Linked DNA regions of Mus musculus: region 1 is linked to region 2. Evidence: chromatin contacts called from public Hi-C data. All regions are on one chromosome and are shown on one strand. The core of a region is the stretch at or near the end of the contact, and the rest is flanking DNA. Distances in the headings are between cores, read along the strand shown.

Region 1 (2,744 bases), core at 26-2,525, 52 kb before region 2:
CACTCTGCCCCGTAGCTTAGACTTTAAGACTGAAAATTGTCTATTTGCATTCAGTTGCTTCTTCCTCACATGGTCTGCCCACGGGATTCTATTTCAGCCATTATTTTTTTTTGCATAACATTTGGAGAGACTGTGTGAGCCAGGACTTGGTCATACAAAGTCTGGACTCTACCTCCTGGTATAGCCCTCTCCGGCCATTCTGAATAGACATTTATCTTCACGAGTTTGACAGATTCCAATTTGGAATGTCTTTCTTTGAAACCAATATCTGAGTAAGAATGTTAGGAGTTGGCTGGGATGTGTGGAGGCATTGACAAGGGCTACATAATTTTAACCCCTGCAGATTTTTCCAACCCTCGGGGTGGTTCTCAAATTTACATGGACTTTCCAGGCTTTTAAACTCGGACCTTGCAGTTGTTAGTAATAGTTAAGTTTCATTTTTCTGATTAAAACAACAAACCAAAAAGATATTTTCAGCCATCGACTAAAAGGGAGAATGAACAATAAGGAATTTAAGATTCAGTTATTAACTGCCACTCTAATCCTCAGGCTTGGTTGTCTTAGAATAGGCTTGGTGTCAAAGCCCTTGTGAGCCTGGAAGCTGCAGAAAGAACCGTACAGGAGTCAGCCACACACAAATAAGGAACAAAATCCAAATATTAGATGTAGGCTGTCGCTGGATGGCCTCTACTGAAGTATCAAGTCCAGACAGCTTCGGGACCCTGAGAGCCAAAAAGTGACAGATCCTACAAGGTGGACAGGAGAGGGCTACCCTGGTTAGTGGAGAGGCATGCATTGCATCGCGGCATCCTCCGATGAAGTACTTCACAAAAATATATGTCTGTCCTCTAAGCCATTTTCTAGGGACACCCTTGTTCACGTCCCGAGGGATGAGATGCCTGGGCGCCCGAGATGGGAAGTTAGTGAACTTTCAGAACAAGGATAGATAGCGGAGTCAGAAGGAACTGGAGCTGTGCGGAGCGGAGGTGGAGGCTTCCTGGAGCATCTTCCTCCCGAGTCTTGCCCGCAATCGCGCGCGGACCGCGCTCACTTCACCAGCCGCTCGGTGGTTTGCCGGCGAGAACCCGCGCAGGCGAGGGCTAGGGCTAGGGCAGGGCGAGGCAGGCAGGCTGGCTGGAGAGAGGCGCGCGCAGAGGGCGGCGGCCGGACTATGAGCTCGCCTCCGGGCGGCTGCTCACTGCATCAACCTGCGGGCTCCCGCTCGGCCGCTGGGCCCCTCCCACCGCACCCCACCCCCGCTGCCCGCCCGCCTCGGGGCCCGGGTTCCAGTTGGTGCGGAGCAGCCTCGAGCGGAGCTCCCGCTCGGGACCGCAGCGGCAGGCGACGTCGCGGCCACCTCCGCTGCACCCTGACTTCTGCCACTCGGGAGCAGGCATCCACTCCTTCCCGGTCTCCCTTTGTCCAGTCCCCCCATCCGCTCCCTCCCCCACCCCTTCTCCCATCCTCTACCCTGCGACACCCTCCCGCCTCTGTCCCTCTTCCCGTGTCCCCGCTCCAGTGCCTCTAGCCAGCGCGCTGCACACCCCTTGGAAGATCAGCACCCCGTGTTCTCCGAGGGCGATCGGCACCCTGTGCACCCCTCTCTCTCCTTCAGCTCCATCTCACCGCCCGCCTGGCCTCTCGCTCTCTGGCGGCTCCTTGCTCCTATCCCGAGTGGGTTGCGCGTCGGGCAGCCGCCTGGTCATGTCAGGATGGAGATCCGGCAGCACGAGTGGCTCTCGGCCTCCCCCCACGAGGGCTTCGAGCAGATGAGGTTGAAAAGCCGCCCCAAGGAACCCTCGCCCAGCCTGACCCGAGTGGGCGCGAACTTCTACAGCAGTGTCAAGCAGCAGGACTACAGCGCCAGCGTCTGGCTCCGAAGGAAAGATAAACTGGAACACGTAAGGACCACTCGCTCCCTCCCGGGAGCACTGGGGGGCGGCTAGGTGGTCGATGGAAGCACTAAGGGTGTAGACACCCTAGTGGGGACTCCAGCGGGCACCCCGCCCTCAGGGCCAGGATGCTTGTGTAGTTTGCCAACCCTGAGGCATCTCCTGCACTTTTTACCTTAATGACTCAACTGCATGGAGAAAAGAAAGGTTTGCTTCAGGTACCCCAGTCCCAGCATCCTAGAGATCTCCTGATTGGCTGTTCCCTGTAGGGTTATGTGCATGGTGTTCTTGGGTTACCTGTGAGAAGAGTGGCTGATTATAGGGAGTAGGCTTTGCACAAGAAGGGTTTCAGTGGGATGGTCACCTGGTTCTTTGAAGCTGTTTTACTTAGTGCAGAAACTACAAAAACACTGCAATAAAGTTGTCGCTGATGAACCAGAGTTTTTGGCAGTGTGTACTGTGATGCTAGCAGGAGTTTTTAGGTAGTCTCTCCACCTGAGCCCAAGTGGAGAGAGACTTTGCACTAAGGACAGACCAGAGGTCCCAGGCAATCTGCACCCTGAACGGTGAGACCCAGGAGATATGGATATCCGAACCACCTCCACACCCCTTCTCTCTCCAGTGAGGACTTGGGTCTTTGGCTCTGGGGCTGAGTCCTTAAGACTAACCATTCTAGAAAGAAAGCAAGTCTTTCAACAAGGACTTTTGGGAATCCCTACTTAAAAATCTGACCAGTCAATACCCCCTTAACCAAATGTTAAAACGAAACTAAAAACCTCAACGTCGGTGGACCAGCAGTAGGTGAGAACTGCTGTTAACCTCAGCAGACCTGCAGAATCCAAACTGGTATGT
Region 2 (2,700 bases), core at 8-2,507:
AATTCCACAAATAAACAACCCCTGAGTTTAAAACACCTTTCATTAGAGTGTGCTGTTGTAATCCTTTTGCATTATATTACCAGCGGTTGTGAACCTTGTTACAGTGGTGGTTAATCTCCAGGTGTGGCCACTTTATAAACATCGTCTCCACAGCTGTCAATAGGGAGGCGCTCGCTGTATTATTCTTAGTCTGGTAATTCTCCACCGGATGGCTTTCTGCCACTAGAGTAAAAAGCCTGGTGCACACCCCCTTTGAAAGCACAGCGAGCTAGGCTTTAATCTCAATTTTGGGGGTATCAAAGCTCAAGATTAGGCAACCCCATAGGTTTGTTCTTGGTGAGTGTGGGGTAACCTTGGTTCCTACAGCTGAGGCACAGAGAGAAGAATCAGGGTTCACCACCTTCTGAGGGCACAACCCCTCAACCAAACAGCACCTATAAGACCCTACCTCAGAAAGGTCTACCACAGCACCTCCAGTTGAACACCATTGTGGGTACCAAACCTTCAAGGACAGTGGATGTTGCAGGAATGTTAGTTTTTGGGGGTTTTTTTGTTTTGTTTTGTTTTTTAAATGGTATCCAAGTGACCTTCAGAGGCACACGTGATTCTACCATAAAATGCTAGGGATAGAAAGGGCTGTTCTGGAACAGTTTGTATGGTGACGTTTCATTTAGTAAAATAAAAATAAAATTATATTTAAAGGTCTCCAAGTGTGGGCATGAAAGCAGCAGGAAGCTACTTAAATAATTGAGGAAGCCAAGCCGGACAGGAAGTAAGGGAAAAGGGGAACGCTACACTTCATTGTCCACATCGCTATGCTACTTGACTTTCTTTCTCTACAGGGCTCTGTCGCTTTTGCAGTGAGGAAGTCAACAGAATTTGCCGTCCCGGCCAGAATGTCATGAGCGTGTTATATAACCTAGGATGGGTTCATCTAAGCACAGTGCTGGGTTATCCGGCAGTTGCTGGCATAGCTGAAAATGAATGTATTCAAAATTTGGTGAAGTTAGAGTCTACAAGTGCGTAAAGCAGTGAATTAGTAAAAACTCTACCATTTGGGAACGAGCCTTGTTTTGAAACTCAAAATTCTTTGGCTAAGTTAAAAGACCTTGTTTTGAAAATAACAGATTTTCGTTTCCTCTCTAATTTTATAACTCTTGGCAATGCAACCTGTGTTTTGCCGTAGAATGTTAGAGGAAGAAATGAGTACAGACAGATACGGAGGGTTTCAGTTTTCTTGTTGTTGTTGTTTCGAAATAAATCCACATTTAACGCTGCCTACATATCATGATGCTATGAAATATGGGGGTACTCCTGAGAAGGGGCTTTCAGGAAGTGTGGAAAGGGGCTTTCCGGGGAATTCTGAACTTCAGTAGCAGTGGCCTAGTCACACTTAGACTGTAATAGCTTGTGAACTCAGCTACAGGGGATGTTTACAAAACAGGTTTCCTGGGACGCTTGGGAGCCCATATTCCCGAGGACAGACAGCGACGCCCGTGCACGCACGCCACCTGGTGGGCACTCATGCTAACTTCAGAGTGGGCCGACTTAGTCGCAGCTTGGCCATTTCTGAGGGCGAGTTTATGATCAACAAAAGACATTATATTTGGACCCACAACTCTGCAGGATCCTTACATGATAAGAGATGGATGTGGTAACTGGCAATTGACGTATGTTATCAATAAAGGAGATTTCCATGGGAAGTCTAAGAGGGAGACCTTGTTTTTTGTTATTGTTTTGTTTTGTTTGTCTTAGAAGGGCAAAGAATGTTCCGGCAGTTAAAAATATTTGATTTAAAAATATTATTTTTAGTTAGAAAATGATAATTGCACATACTTATGGAATGCAGCAAGATACCTGTTACCTGTTTTTACTGTTAAATGAGTAAATTAAAAGTGTGGATAGACTAAACCCATCACCAGAGTCCTGGGATTCATGCTTGGAATCTCTGTTACTCTTTCCTCAGAACTGGGACAGGAGGATGGCTTGAGCCTGGGAATTTATGTTCAACCTAGGCAGCATGGCAAGACCCCCTCCCCTCTAAACAGATAAATAAATCAATTTCTTTATTAATATCCTTATACTTACTTTTATGGCAGTATATTTAAAATATACTCTTTTTGCGTGTTTGCAATCTGTGTTAGTCGAGTTAGTAGTGGCTGAGCTGTGCAGTGAGTCTCTAAGGCTCACTCCACTCCTCCTAAGTGAACCTGTATACCCTTTGTCTTTTAGCTCTGTTACTCGTGTGCTTCCCATTATCTCCATCCTTCTTAAGATGACTGCTAATCTTACTTTTATGAGTTTGACTCCTTCAGAGTCCATAAATAAGTGGGACCATACGGTATTTGTCTCTCTGTGCCTGAAGTCCTTCATTTAGCCTATTTTCTCAGGGCTCACCCACAAATTCCTTAATGACAGATTTTTCTACGTGTGTGTGTGTGTGTGTGTGGTGTGTGTGTGTGTTTGTGTGTGTGTGTGTGTGTGTGTGTGTGTGTGTGGTATGCGTTGCTCAGACTCAGAACCTTACATCTGATAAGGCCCACGCAGTACCCACTAGGCTACTATTCTTTTCTCTTTTTTTAGAGGATAAATTACATTCCACTAAATGCACGTTTCATGGTTCCCTTATCGAAGATGAATCTCTTTTGAACCCATCCATAGTTTCACGTGGTTCCTAATTTCTTTTTAATTACTACTATT

The links. A called contact is a pair of places that touch in the nucleus more often than the background predicts.
Region 1: a Hi-C map of uterus shows a contact between it and region 2, with 3 times the contacts expected there. The contact joins the promoter of Pld5 here to the enhancer-like site in region 2. A contact is called at or near these places in 1 of 39 promoter capture datasets (stem cell-derived epiblast-like cells), 5 of 484 Hi-C or Micro-C datasets (cardiomyocytes, cerebral cortex, embryonic stem cells and 2 more), 1 of 115 datasets of contacts at active chromatin or transcription factors (embryonic stem cells) and 2 of 9 other capture datasets (adipose tissue and liver).

The regions. Positions count from the first base shown.
Region 1 is chr1:176,273,843-176,276,586 of GRCm38.p6, reverse strand. Pld5 (phospholipase D family, member 5) reads left to right here and starts at 1,275. Exons shown (of 10, transcript NM_176916.4): 1 at 1,275-1,901. The coding sequence starts at 1,713.
Region 2 is chr1:176,222,203-176,224,902 of GRCm38.p6, reverse strand. All of the region lies in intron 1 of Pld5 (phospholipase D family, member 5), which reads left to right. Among named protein-coding and RNA genes, the nearest start is that of Gm46173, 16 kb to the right of the region's middle. Within about 2 kb of position 1,257, at least 13 of the 459 cell types and tissues checked have an H3K27ac peak or open chromatin away from gene starts, as enhancers often do. A contact at or near this core is called in uterus, where this site is marked.